2 separate regions of the Hordeum vulgare genome follow, and region 2 is linked to region 1. A link is a contact called in public Hi-C data. All regions are on one chromosome and are shown on one strand. The core of a region is the stretch at or near the end of the contact, and the rest is flanking DNA. Distances in the headings are between cores, read along the strand shown.

Region 1 (7,316 bases), core at 3,512-6,011:
ATCTCACATTTCATTTGGAAGATATTAGTTTGCACTTTGTATATAATTCGGAACTGAATGGTATCTTGTGTATTTTACAGTCGGACCTGCCACCTCTTCCTGGTAATCATGAACCTGAGGCCCAAATATTAAATCACCCACCATTACCTCCACCCATGGAGGAGGAGGAGGTAGAATCTATGGAGTCAGATACTTCTGTCATTGCAGAGAGTTCTTCAGCTTCTGCTATCATGCCAGAGAATTTGCAACCGAGCTATCCGGTGCTAGTTCCAGCATATTTCTCACCATTCTTGCAATTCTCAGTCCCTTTCTGGCAAAATCAGAATGATGGAGATGATCTTGGACAAGGGACACATGAGATTGTGAAGCCTGTTCCGGTTCATTCAAAGAGTCCAATCAATGTTGATGAACTGGTGGGCATGTCGAAGCTAAGCATAGGGGATCCCAAGCAAGACACAGTATCTACCTCTCTTTCCTTAAAAATGGTAGGAGGTCAAAATAGACAATCGGCTTTCCAGGCAAATCTCCCAACGAGGGCTCAGGCGTGAGCCCTGTCAGCACACAAACTGCACTTAGATGAGCCCTGGCAAAAATAAGCTTTGCCTCTTTTCCTTTTCTTTTCCTTTTAAGATTAACTGTGGTCTGTAGTCTGTCCAATGTACCCTGTGCTGTAAGTTATGTTATGTATGGATGCATCTGTTGTTTGTATGGCACATGATATGCCTACTGCATGTTAACAGAATCATTAATGTTAGTGCTGATCTCCAGGGTTGTACTGTCAACTCTTATATAAGAAAAAAGAAATATCAGTCAGTTATTAGACCTTTGAAGTGAGCTCTGCTCATTTCTATGCAATGTTCATTACTGAATGATGAATCACTGTCTTCAGATTTTGTCCGGATACTGGAAATGGCTATCCAGTCACTCACTCAAGATCTTATGGTTGAAAGAAGCCAACTACCTGGAAGTGCACCTCTCATGTAGGTGGATGGATGGCATCATGTTATGATCAAGCGCAATCAGACCAAAAAAAGGCATGTTATCACTTATGCACCTGGTCTCATGGGAAGTATGGAAGGAGAGAAACAGAAGGAATTTCAAGTAGGAGGCCTTATCAAAGGAGGTCTTCATCGACAGAGTGAGAGACGAGATCCATCTTTGGAACTTAGCAGGAGCAAGCATTCCTTTTGACCCGGGCTGAGTGTTCTTTTCTCCAATTTTCTCTCCAGCTTGGCCTCTTTCTTTTCTTTCTTCTTTGTTTTTGGTGTTACGATTGTAGCTCCCTTTGTACTCCCCCTCTGATCAATGCATTTGGCAGACTAACTGCCAACATTCAAAAAAAGAAAAGAAAAGAAGCCATGCTATAATTTTACCAATGAGTGTTGCATGATTTACTCTCATTTGGTTGGCATGTGTCTGTATGGTTTAATGTATTTGTGGCAAGAACAAACGGATTATTGGATTCTCCTTCGGGACATATTCTATCTGGAATATTCCATAGGACTGTACCTCTCAATCCTGATTCTGCATTTGCACTCACCTCCATTATGCACCAAGTGTTGCAAGTGTGGTTGGTGACAGACAGTAGTGGCTAGTGGCCAGTCCCTTTCAGATATTTCCAAGCTGTTGGGTCGTGCACGAATGCATTGTTTGGCCATCCAAGGACCTGTCACTTCTACTACATCTTTAGCAAAAGTCATGATGCATAATCAGACAATCCAATCCAGCCCCTCTGAGAGACGGTTCACATATACTCCCTCCGTCTCAAAATTATTGTCTTGAATTTGTAGATATGGATGTATCTAGTCACGTTTTACTATTTAAATGCATCCATATCTAAAAACATCTAAGACAAGAATTTTGGGACGGAGGGAGTATCTTTTTTCTCTGAAATTGAAGTTACTTCATATCAGTAATCTCACTCTTTGAAATGGCCACATGTAGGAACTGGCAACAGCAGCTGCAGGCCTGTCAGGCAACCCAACTAGATGTAATTATACTTACAAACTCTTCTGCTAGTTAAAAATCCTGTACTATGTTTTTCCATGCAGGTTTGATGGAATACATTCAAATTCAGAAATCGCTAGGAGCTCGGCGAGTGGGTTTTCCTTTCTTGCTTCTCCTTTTCCTTATCATCTTCCTCCCCAACAATCTTCTTCCAGAACCAATGCCTCCTCCAGACCTGCTCCATCTGCTCCATGGGAAGCTTCTTGGTCTCTGGCAGGAACAGGTAGACCACTAGCGTCATCACGCAAATCCACGCGGCAAAGACGAAGAACGTCCCCGACTCGATGCGGCAGAGGACTGCCAGAAACGTCTGGCCGATCACAAACGTCATCAAGAAGACCACGGCGACCACAATGCTCTGCCCTGCTGATCTGATCTCCAGTGGGCAGATCTCAGTCGGGACGAGGAACGTGAGTGGTCCCCATGACCATGCAAAGCCCGCCACAAACACGCACATGGTGATCAACACAAGGAAAGCATAGTCCTTATCCATCAAACCAGAGTCCTTGAACTTTGCAGCTAGGATGGCGCCGACAGCGAGCTGCGACAAGATCATCTGGATCCCTCCTACGAGGAAGAGCTTCCTGCGCCCAAACCTGTCGACCACCAACATCGCTACGATGTTAGCAAATGTCGCGCAGAGACGCGTGACCACCGACGACAGGAGGGAGGCGCTCTCCTTGAGACCGATTGTCCGGAACATCACCGGGGCATAGAAGTTCATCACATTGATCCCGGTGAGCTGGTTGAAGAAAGGGATCAGGAGCACCATGGCGAGCTGTGGCCTGTACTTCCTCTTGAATATGTCTCTGAATGGATATATGGCTGCCCTTGAGAGGTTGCTAGCAGAGAACAGGTCGTCTAGCTCATTCTGCACAGAGGTGGTTCCACGCAGCTTCTGGAGCAGGGCTCTCGCCTTGTCGGTGTCGCCGTCCCGCTGGATTATGAAGCTTGGCGTCTCAGGGAGGAAGATTGCACCGATGGTCAGGAATGCAGCAGGGACTGCGGCCATGGATAGGGATATCCTCCAGCCCCATCCTGCCGTGAGTTTCACCACACAGTAGTTGAGGATGTTTGCAATGAGAATGCCGATGCTGATGCTGAGCTCGAACCCATTGTTGATCGCACCGCGGTACTGGGGTGGCGCCATTTCTGACAGGTACAATGGGATCGACTGAAAAAATAAATTTAACAGTAACCACAGTAAGGTATTTAGTGTACTTCACAATGTCCTTTTTGGAGAAAGTAAAATATTATTCTGAAACATCATATGCACTTGCTACAAGATAACACGACCTATTGGGTAGTCAATGCAATGATTCTTTGGATTTGGGAGACAGACATGTAAATTGTCATTGCAAGCATGTAGCTATCTATTGTCATCAACTTGGAGGTTGGGACAAATTACATATACAGGATTCTTATGTCTGTACACAATCCTTGTGTCACTGCTTCTACAGCTCCACACAGCCGCACAAGATTTGTGGATTGATGCAGGGTCCGGGAGGATGATCTTTCTATTAGAAATCTACAAATGCCTGAAGAAATTTCACTGTGCTACAGTTTTTTTTAATCTCCTGAACTACATGTTACACACTGACTTAAAAGATCATTAGCTTGAATTGCAGCAGAGAGAGTTACCTGGTTAGTGAACCCCAGGCCTATTCCCAGCAGGATCCGGTTGAGGAGAAGCATGGGCACGTTCACGGCTGCTCCCCCGAACGCCGAGCCGGCGATAAAGACGGTTCCACCGATCAGCATGGACGCACGGCGGCCAAACCTCCTCGTGACAGACGACGCGAACAGCGTCGCGATGAGGCCGGCGATATAGAGGGAGGAGGTGAAGACGGTGAGGAGCTCGCTGTCGAACTGGCAGTAGTTGCTGACATTGCTGTCCTGCTTGCGGCGGTACACCTCCGGGAAGAACGTCTTCAGAAATGAGTCCATGGAGGTGACACCGCCTAGAAGATTTCAGAACCGCATGCATTCAGTTTCAGGGAATTTGGGGTGGGAATGGGAATGGAATGCATATGTCGAACTAAGTTCATTGCGTAATGTTCACCGAATCCATTGCCCAATAATGGAATGATGGAACGCATCATTTTTTTTCTTTTTCTATAATCCCTCAAAAAAGTCTAGACCTAGATCATCTTGATCTGAAGGAAAATGGAACAGAGGAAAGCACCCTGAACTCATCAGATTTTGTGTCCCAATAATGGAAGAGAAAATCTGCACCACCACGAGGCACGGAAGCCATGAATGCACCGCAAGTAAGCCATGAATGCCATTTTAACTCCTTCCAAGTCAAGCTTCCAACTTTCAGTTCTCATATTCCTTTCTGTTGAGCCCAAAAGAGTTAACAATCTACTCTAGAAAGGAGTGAGGAAGATAGGCGGACCGGAGATGCCGAGGTCGTAGCCGAAGAGGATGCCGCCGCTGCCGGCGACGATGCAGGTCAGCACCACGAACGGCGTCACCCGGCCGCTGTACTCTCCGGAGCCGGCGGCCGGCGCGTCCACGAACGCCCCTATCGCCATCACTCCCTGCCCACCTAGTCCAAGGGCAGAGTGTCGTGTCGCGGGAGAGAGGGAGGGAGGGAAAGAGGATATAGAAATTTATCGGCGGATGGATTGCTGACGTGCGCCCACCGGCGGAGAAACGGCCGCACGTCGCCGGCGAGATTGACTGACACCTTTGACTACCTCTGGGGTCCCACCCGTCGACGGCCCTGTGGATTCTGGGATTCTTTTTTTTTTTGAGGAGGTATTCTGATTTTGTTGCGGCTGGAAATGATACTATGAGCAGTGGGCCCAAGTAAATTGGGCTTAACTTGTCCAATTGAGCCCATGGACTCTGTAGTTCTAACCCATTAGAGTTACTCACTTCGTATCGGATGCAACCGTAAGATCCGATCTGCCGGTGGCCGCCGGCGAGATGGACCTGCCGGCGAGCCGCGGCCGGTGGCGCAGGCGGAGCGCGCGGTCGAACGTGCGGCTACTTGTGGCCGTCTTGTTCCTCCTCCTCCCGGCATCCCTCCTGCTCTCCTCCTCCTACTCCTCCCTGCTCCGCTCCCTACTCCCCTTCTCCGCCTCCGCGCCCGGCAGTGACGGCGGCACCCCGAGGTGTGGGCGCTCCGCGGAGCTGCAGGGAGAGAGGTTCCTCTGGTACGCACCGCACAGCGGGTTCAGCAACCAGGTGGGCGAGCTGCGGAACGCTGCGGTTGCGGCCGCGCTGCTCAACCGCACCCTCGTCGTGCCCCCCGTGCTCGACCACCACGCCGTCGCCCTCGGGAGCTGCCCAAAGTTCAGGGTCGCCGAACCCTCCGACCTCCGAGCCGCCGTCTGGGACCACGCCATGCAGCTCCTCCGGGAGCAGAGGTAAAGGCCACACCACACCTTCTCTGCGTTGCGTCTGCTCGGTTTACTGATTCTTTGGAATGATGGGCTTTAGTAATCAATCATGTTGCGAGGTATTAAAGCTTCATTAGAATGTTAACAATGCAAACACCAAAAATGTAAGAATGCTAGGCAATCTTCATGATTTGGAATCACACTGATCCTAATTGATGGAGACTCCAGTACGGTGAGATTGCTGCCAAGAGAAATCTGGATATAGAGATGTAATGTGGTTGTTACACACTTACACTGCGGAGTACTCACTCTACTAATTAGCACAATAATGATATAATTTTTCTAGCTTGCAGTGTTCACAATGGGCTTCCATGTTCATTATGGATTTGGAATAACATCATGAGAATCAAGTCTTCATTCTGAATTTTTACGTTTCAGGTATGTTTCGATGGGTGACATAGTTGATCTGTCCCCACTGAAGCCTTTGGTTAAGACAATTGATTTCAGGGTGTTTGTTTCATTATGGTGCGGTGTAGATATGCGGAAAACTTGCTTTGCTGGGTTGTGCTGTGCTGTTTCTGGCGGTGGATCATTGCCAAGTGACTATGATAGATGCCGGTCTTTGCTGTCTGGTTTAGAAGGCAGTGAAAGTAGTGGTTGTGTGTACCCTGTTCAGGATGATTGTAGAACCACAGTCTGGACATATCAGGAGAATAATGATAGAGCACTGGATTCGTTTCAACCTGATGAAGAGTTAAAAAGGAAGAAGAAGATATCATATGTTAGGAGGCGTAAAGATATATACAAGAGTTTAGGGCCTGGTAATAAAGCTGAGGATGCTACCTTGTTGGCCTTTGGGACACTTTTTTCAGCACCATACAAGGGATCAGAGTCTTATTTTGATATCCATGAATCACCAAAGGATCATAGATTACAGAATCTACTTGAGAAAATTGAGTTCCTTCCTTTTGTCCCAGAGATCATGGCTGCGGGGAAGGAGCTTGCTAAGAGCAAGATTAAGGAGCCTTTTCTTTGTGCACAACTAAGATTGTTAGATGGCCAGTTTAAGAATCACTGGAAATCTACCTTTTCTGCCCTTAAGGAGAAGCTGAAATCTCTTGAGGTGGAAATGAAGACAAACAAGAACAGTGGTCCTGTTCAAATTTTCCTCATGACTGATCTCCCCCCAGCAAACTGGACGAAAACCTATCTCGCAGATATTGCAAAAGATGTGAGATATCAACTGTACACCCTGAAGGAAAATGATGTTCTACAGACTGCCGAGAAGCTTATGGCTGCTGAACATGGCATAAGGTCTGGATTCCTTCCAAAGATCAGAGGAAACACGAACAAAGATTGTGATTCAGTTCAACTGCCGGAAATTTTATTATATATCGAAGAATCTGTTTGCAGCTGTGCATCACTTGGATTTGTGGGGACTGTTGGATCAACCATAGCAGGAAGCATAGAAACAATGAGGAAGAACAATGTCTGCAAATTGTAGGAGAACTACATCATTTGCGCAAGCTGCCAGAAAACTAACCGATGCTATTTAACGAGTTAATTTCAGTGGGGGCTGTTGCACTACAGAGAGCTGAATCATTGCAGACTTTAGACTGAGAAACGACTGTTGGAATCAAACAGATTTCACGGAGATGAATGAAAAATTCTAACTATTTGTGTATATCTAACTGCACTGTAATGCACAACTTACAGTGATAAATAAGCTGTGGTAGTCCCAGAAGCTTGGCTTAGCTAGAGATTGATCGTTTGCTAGTGAGTTATTTCTATCAATAGAAACTTCTACCTTTTGATTCTCCGTCTCACATTTTCATACACTAGTATATCTTGACTGTTGATCAAATCGCAACACTTGTTTTTTCTTTTCTTGAAAATGAGTTAATCTCGATCCTCTTTTTGCTAAGATCTTCATCTGTGTAGGCTTGGGTTCCTATCGAT
Region 2 (7,316 bases), core at 3,410-5,909, 220 kb after region 1:
GTATATGGTGCATGCATGTGATGCATGGATGGATGCAGGCTGCACGGGCCGTGCGTGGAGGACGTGATGGTGGAGAGGGCGCCGGCGGGGCAGCTTCCGGTGTACGGGAGGGTGGTGCTGCAGAGCCCGGACATGATCCCGGTGCTGCTCGGGGGCGAGCCGACGGCCAAGTACATCATCAAGGGCAGGCACCTCTGGGCCAGGGTCTACGTGCCCAGCTCCAGGCACTCCACCTTCATCGAAGCCTGAATGCTTGATCCATCCTACAATTAAGAAACTGTGTGCATGAAGTTGGAGCTTGAAGATGCATGTGTCATGGCGATGGCACAGTCGGTTACTCGGTTAATTGGCTACCTACTACTACTCGATTGATTGGTCCACAGACTATACTCGAGAGATGAGACCATCGATCGATATATACATATGTGTGTCCAGTTTGTGCTTTGTGCTTGTCTTAATTATATGTATGGAACAATGTGTGTTTACTTCCGTTTCCTTTTCATATAGACGTATGCTTCTTTCAGCTCTGTCCGTGCATAAAACCTCCCACTACTTGACAAAAATGCTTGACCGATGCTTCTTGTGTTTGATCAGCAGATGCTCGATCGATCAGGCCCTGGTTTGAGATAGCAGGAATTATTTACCATTCCTTTCCAGAATTCAACTATCTATGGCCTCTTCGGTTCAAAAGATTTTTGTAGGATTATAGAATTCTTTAGAGTTTTCCTATATATGTTGCTCCTTTGATTCGTAGGACTGAATCTGTAGGAATTTTTACTAAAGAATCATTTGCACTGCATCCCATAGAAAATCTAGCATCCACTTGAACCTCTTGGATATTTATTTTGCTTAATTGGGCATGACATTCCATTCTGCGCTTTTTCTATTCCTACGTTTTCATAATCCTACAAATCAAACAAGCCCTTACTGTGGAACTTCCGACGTTATTCCTGTGTTCTTAACAGGCCACTAGTTATGAGAATCAAACCGTTTCATGTGAAATTCCCAAGAAATTCCTGCATCCCAAACAGGCCGTTGTTTACCAGGCAATTCGGTAGCCTATACTTACATCACGGCATCAAGGATGTTTCCGGTTACAGAACAGTCTCAAGCTCTCAATATGGAAATTACCCAAATCCATCTCTACATCAATAGTATCTTTCAGGGTAGTATGCCTCACAAGACCATATATACCAATTATGGAAACACTTTTGTCGCGTGTGAAATGGACACAAATGATCACATCAACATCTACCGAGTTATTTCTCCGTGAGCGTTTTCTCCCACGTATTCCAGCACATCTAGTGTCCCCGCCTACAAGCTTCAGTTCATGCTGCTTAAAGTTTTGATGCCGCGACATAGCTCTGCTCAGCATGCCCCTCCACAAAATTCTGTTTGGCATGTTTGCCAGATAGCCAGGGAGTGAGCGCATTGACCAGCCTCTTGATGTCATCCGAGGAATGAGAAGCACTCAAAGTTATTCGCAGCCTGTCAAGAGATTCATGGTCAGTTAATCTTGGTCGATTGGTGATTTATCCGCACTAGAATCGAGCAGGAATCCATAGATACAGAGATATGCATGCTACAAGCAATTTTGCTAATTATGACATTGTGCTATACGCCCTTAACCATAAAGTCCTAGTCCAATTACTTGGACACAGGGTTGCACGTTCTAGATTGGTAAAGCTCATGACAAGACACTGGGTTGCAAACGAAAAAAGCAGGAGGGAGGAGGGACCTGCATGAGTTGGGCGGCACGGTGGGTGGTCGAATTGGTGTAACATGAAATCCAGATCTTAGCATATGCCTGCGGTTCAAAAACGAAATGATTAGGAACATAAGATGACCCAGACTAGCACTAAATAAAATTGGAAGGAAGAGATAACCTGCCAGCCCTAAGTGCAGCTTCTTCACTTCCTACTACTATGGAAATTATGGGACTAGTTATATTGAGTTTAGTCAAGGATGCAAAATACTGCACATGCCTCCAGACCAATGATCTCCGCCATCTTTCCTTCCTTGAGACATGGAGCGCCGCTAGAATCAGAAAACAGCACGAATATTTGAAGCAACGTGATAGTTTCTCGTTCAGAAAAATGCAAGTTCCTGATAACTGTAGTTTCTTAAACTAGCTGAAGTGCTTGTATCCAGTTATCATTCTTACTAACCAATGTGAAAGCACTAGACATCATTTTAAGCATTTCCTAATGAATAGAAGGTAAGAGGAAATATTGATAAAAATAAATATTGGAGATTGGCTCAATAAATGGAACACAACAATGACAGTCCACTAGCTTGCGATATTCATTTTAGAGGGTTCTGTGACGTCGTTGGTATGTTGTGAATATTACCTTGAACAGAAGCAACTACTGGCACTGGCAAAGCAGTAGAAAAAATGAACGAGCGACCTCGCGACTGAATTAAACTCTTCCATCGGGTGCTGCTCAACACATTCCAAAATTTTAGTTATTAGTAAGTAAACTATCAAGATATCATAGTAAGTCCAAAGTGTAGGGAAGCCATGTAGTGTGGAGTACTGATGTTCCAAAGTCTAGTGTCCAGTACCATAAATATACAGTGTTGCAGATGTGCATAACAAGTTATCTCCTGTTCATTGAATTATAAGCATGAGGTACTGTGTTGCAAATTTGCCAAAGCTAACTTAGATGACATGATCCAGAACCTTGAAAATCACTTTATATGAATTTTTTTACTAAAATCAGTACCGCGATGTACAGAAGTGTGTGCATTCATACTACAACCTGATCTAAGTGTCTGTAAGTCTGTTTACCTGCATGCTACAAACCCACCCTGGCAGCCAGCAGCCTTGCTTAAGGTGCCAACACTTATGTCAATTCCACTCTCACATTCAAGCAGCTCGGGTACACCACCACCATTATCACCACAAACAAGTGTTCCATGGGCCTGTTCAAGGAAAATCACAACAAAATCGATCACTAAGAAACTCTGCAAAAATGTATCTGAGAGGAGATAAAATTACTAACATCATCGATGACCAATAAAAATCCATACTTCCTACGTAGTTCCACAAGTTCAGGTAATGGAGCAAGATCACCATCCATGCTAAACAAGCTGCATTGTATCAATAAAGGAGCATCTGAATTTGGGTGCTCTGACATTATGCATGCCTCGAGCATGCCTCTACTACTTCACACAAACATAAATGTACTTCTTCGGCGAGGAAATTAAATCCGAGAAAAAACTTGCCTGTCTGTGACAACAACTTTCTTTTCTATTGAGCAACTGGACCTGCATGGACAATGATATTGTATTTGTAGCTATCTTAGTTCATGGTTACATATGGCATATTATGCAATAATCATATTATGACTGAGAAGTGAAAAACATACAGGAGGAAATCAAGATGAGACATGTCACAGTGCTTGTAGACAAACACTACAGCTTCTTGCTGACGCTCAATAAGGCGAATCCCATCGATGATCGAAGCATGATTCAGAGCATCCGAAAAAATAGCAATTCTCTCGTCCTTTGCGGGTTTCCTGCCAACCGCCAAAAGAGAGCTGATACTTCCCAGAGCAGTCATCACAGCCATATTGGCAGAAAATCCGGTGGGGCAGAGAAGGCAATCCTGTAAAAAAAAACTCTAACGTGAGGATGCAAAACTTGTGAAGCAATGGCTACTTGAACTCAAAACTCTATGCCACTAGACCTCTTTTTTCTTCAACTCTGCCAATGATTCCTCCACCAACTTGTGATAAGTAGTATACCCACAAATCAACGCGGAGCCTCTAGGGCCCATGCCGTACTCTTGAGCTGCCTAGCAAACGCACCCAATCGTTAGCTCAAGCAGAGACTCTTCGATTCAGAGTACTCTACAGACCTAACAATCGCAACGGGCACAGAACTTGCACACCTTCGCTGCGGCCTCACGGACTGCCGGATGCGAGCTGAGTCCCATGTAGTCATTCCCGGAGAAAAGAATGAGCTTCTCACCCAGCTCCTCTTCCTGGCCACTGGCCTCGCCACCTAAACCAAACATGCCCGTGAACAATCCATGTAGTGAACCAACTACTAGTAAATCTTCGAAGTTAACTATGATCGCAAAACAATGAGCACGAACAAACTCTGCAGCTTGTTCTGACAGCTAACAGCCTAACAGGGACACAGTCACACAGCAAGGCAGTAAACCATATCCTAACCTGACAGCTAACAGCCTAACAGGGACAGTCACACAGCAAGGAAGGCAGCAAGCAACACGCAAAAGGAATTAAGCGGAATTGTCTGGGGTATTATTACGAGCAAGCGTGGGATATTGACGCTGCTGCGGACCTTCAGCGAGCCACTGGTGGAGGGTGGCGCGGTCGAGGCGGATCTCGACGGCGGCGCGGTCCCACGGCCCGGGGCCTGGGAAGGTCTCCGGCGGCGCGAGCGGCGGCGCCAGGGAGATGGGGCGCGTGGCACGCAGGAGGCTCTTGGACGCCAGCTCGCCGAGCGCGGCGTCCACGAGCGCGTCCCATTGCGCCATTCCGTCCAACAGGCGGCCGCCACTTCCTCCTCGCTGGTGGTGGGGCGGAGAGGACGAGGCGCGGACACGGAGAAAGGTCACGTGACAGAGCGGTTGGCCCACGCTTCAGCGACCAGCGGCACGTCAGCCTGCTCAATGAGGGTCGGCCCAAGTTACGAGGAGGCGGCCCGAGACTTTATTGGGCCGCAGGGCGACAGCCGAGCCGATTGTGTTGTACTCGGCTGCGTGATGACGCTCATCGGGGTCTCAGTTTCCCTGAAAAAACAGTCGTCGTTCTTTCTCGGGCAAGCCGCCTCGAGCTCTCCCTCGAAAAAAAGAGACCGCCTCCACCACCACCAGCTCTCCACTCCGGCGACTCGAGCGTTCCTCTCGCAGAAGGACGGCGGTTCTGATCGGCGGTTGCTAGCGTCACGTGTAGGTGCGCCTCCCTCTCGCCCTCCCGACTCCTCCTCTCCCGATCTCAGACACGAAGTTCCTCGTCTGCACGCTTGTTTATGCATGGTTTCTGCTATGTCCTGTCACAGTTATGCCGGATCCGTCTATTATACTCGCGCGTGGTGTTCCAGCCTAGCTTTCCGATGTTTTTCGTGCCTGATTTTTTGATGAACTGGTGATGGCATACTGCTGCTCTCGCTTTGTAGGGTTTCAGTTCAGCCCCTTTATTTTGAGCACGATCGAGGCGAAATAGTTCGTGCCATTGCCTGGTTTTACATGGTTCTTTGATACTTTGTGTGGACCTGGAATAGGACATGTTTGTGGCATGCTTGTTTACTTCAGATGGGAGAACTGTGACTGTCCTTACCGGCTAATTTTATTTTGGCAAACACATTGATGGATTCCTGTCTTTTCTAGTGCGATGATTGCTTTTCTTTGAGCCACGAGCTTGGGATTTGAGAATGATTCTTAGCTCTTGTCAGCTGCCAGTTTGTCACTGGGTATGCAGTAATCTGTCTTTGGATTGTCTACTTCTTGTTGCTTAGTTCAGAACTGTTGTTATTTTTCTGAAAATCTGTAAGTTTTCACGGGGGAATTCGAACAGCATATTTCATAAAGGTTGAAGGATGTGGAAATTATGAATACTTGTGTTTACGAATTTGCACGTGACTGTGTGCTTTTGATATTTTAATTGGCAGTTTATATACATTGAAAATTCAAAAAAAAAATTTATATACATTACGTGTTCTTGTTCAGGCTCTCTGTTATGCGGCCAGCCAATATAAGAGCTGGTTCGCAGGAAAAAGATGTTTGGTGTCACGTCATGATTTTTTTGCCCCAGTTGTTACTGTTCTTGTCGTGCTGCTGTACTGTGTGGATATATAGTTTGCGTGCCATCTACTTATATACAGTCATGAAAACGTTGACTTTATTCTGCTTTTACATAGGGCTTGCTCGTAATTTTAGGCAGAGCTTTTCTCAATTTTAGATTTAGATGCCAAAAATTGTTTGAATGCCCCCTGTCGGTGAGTTTTCTTAATGTTTCTGTTACAGAATGGCTTCATCTCGCTTATTGGTAAAACTGAAGAGGTGGATATGGTTTATGCTAAAGCCAAAGGTGTTGCCAGGATGCTGGTTAGTGTCCTAGATATTGAACTAGTTCCAGATGAGGTTGTTTGGACCTTTGAAGGGATGAGATACACCCTCTAATTGGAGATTGAGAGTCCTACACTTTTTGATGTCCCTGACTCTGATAAAGATACTCATATGACTGATGGTGATGATGCCAGTGGTTCCAAAGATAATGCAGAGGGGTCAAAAGACTCAGGTTCCAATGATTTCCCTAAACACACTGCTACTCCACAGCAAAACCAGCCTCATCCTGGTAATGATACTGGTCCAAACAACACTATTGTGCACAGGGATTTGCGGTTTGGTGCTTTTGATCCCGCCTCCGCGCCGGCAAAATTTGGTTCTTGGGCGGAGTCGCCTAGACTGCCGAGATTTGCGGGGAAGACTTCCAACAATTTCAAGGGAAGCGTGCAGTCTAACTCTGCGCTGAAACCGCTGTCGTTGGAGGAGTATCTGGTCGGAGCTAAGGCTACGTCGACGACGCTTCCTATTGTGCTTGGTGCACCTGTTACGTCGGCTAGCGCTGGACTTATGGAGGTATGCACTGCTGATGGGCTCGGTCACCCAACCGGACAGCCGCAGGTTGCCGATTTGTCGCAGTGTTCGCAGCTGCTTGCGGACAAAGCAGCAGCCTTAATTGGACATGCAGCTGCCCCTGCAGGGGTCGAGGAGTCGGCACATCAGGGTCTGCAATGCGGTGTTGTACCAGCGTTTGAACTGCCAGCTTCGGTTGCAAGTTTGGGAGGAGCATCAGTACATGAACCGACTCATGTTGAGGATGCGGCGCTGGCCTGCGGCGGTGCGGTGGCTACCGCACGAGCTGTCGAGACAATTCCCAATTTGGCCATGCATGAGGTTTTTAATGCTGGGGAGGGCTGCGTTGCTGCTGTACCTCAGCATGCTCCAGCGGCGGCCCAGGTTGTTCCTGTCGACGCGCTGGCCAGGAGTGGCAGGTGCAGCCCTTGTTGCTGCTCAGCCCGACGACGTGGTGGATGTCTTTACGGAGGGTACGCCCATGGCGGGAACCGAAGTACCTACTGCCGTTGCACCAGAGTCTGGACCGATCTCGGTTGATGATGTCATAGCATTCGGAGGTGTTCCCAAACCGATGGGTCTGGAAAGACGATCTAGTCAACGGGTTCAGTCTCAAGCAGATGTGGATGACTTGCAGATTGGACGGGCGATGCATATGGCCAAAATGAAGGAGTTTCAAAATTCAATAGGTATGACTTTTAATACTGAA

What was found. A called contact is a pair of places that touch in the nucleus more often than the background predicts.
Region 2: a contact with region 1 is called in a Hi-C map of leaf, with 6 times the contacts expected there. The contact joins the promoter of LOC123439514 here to the promoter of LOC123439444 in region 1. A contact is called at or near these places in 4 of 6 Hi-C or Micro-C datasets (leaf and seedling).

What each region holds. Positions count from the first base shown.
Region 1 is chr1H:387,039,812-387,047,127 of MorexV3_pseudomolecules_assembly, forward strand. LOC123439444 (hexose carrier protein HEX6-like) reads right to left here and starts at 4,762. Exons shown (of 3, transcript XM_045116157.1): 1 at 4,406-4,762; 2 at 3,649-3,968; 3 at 1,900-3,181. The coding sequence starts at 4,544. The coding sequence ends at 2,084. LOC123439454 (O-fucosyltransferase 30) reads left to right here and starts at 4,868. Exons shown (of 2, transcript XM_045116166.1): 1 at 4,868-5,384; 2 at 5,796-7,171. The coding sequence starts at 4,942. The coding sequence ends at 6,861. LOC123439464 (transcription factor MYBS3) reads left to right here. Exons shown (of 3, transcript XM_045116177.1): 3 at 81-822. The coding sequence ends at 548.
Region 2 is chr1H:387,262,750-387,270,065 of MorexV3_pseudomolecules_assembly, forward strand. It overlaps LOC123439514, which reads left to right and starts at 4,660. Exons shown (of 3, transcript XM_045116226.1): 1 at 4,660-4,925; 2 at 5,996-7,296. The coding sequence starts at 6,209. The coding sequence ends at 7,147. LOC123439484 (8-amino-7-oxononanoate synthase) reads right to left here and starts at 4,566. Exons shown (of 10, transcript XM_045116206.1): 1 at 4,312-4,566; 2 at 3,896-4,008; 3 at 3,692-3,799; 4 at 3,372-3,610; 5 at 3,229-3,270; 6 at 3,006-3,093; 7 at 2,792-2,925; 8 at 1,887-2,018; 9 at 1,739-1,807; 10 at 1,039-1,488. The coding sequence starts at 4,507. The coding sequence ends at 1,338. LOC123439503 reads left to right here. Exons shown (of 3, transcript XM_045116221.1): 3 at 39-523. The coding sequence ends at 249.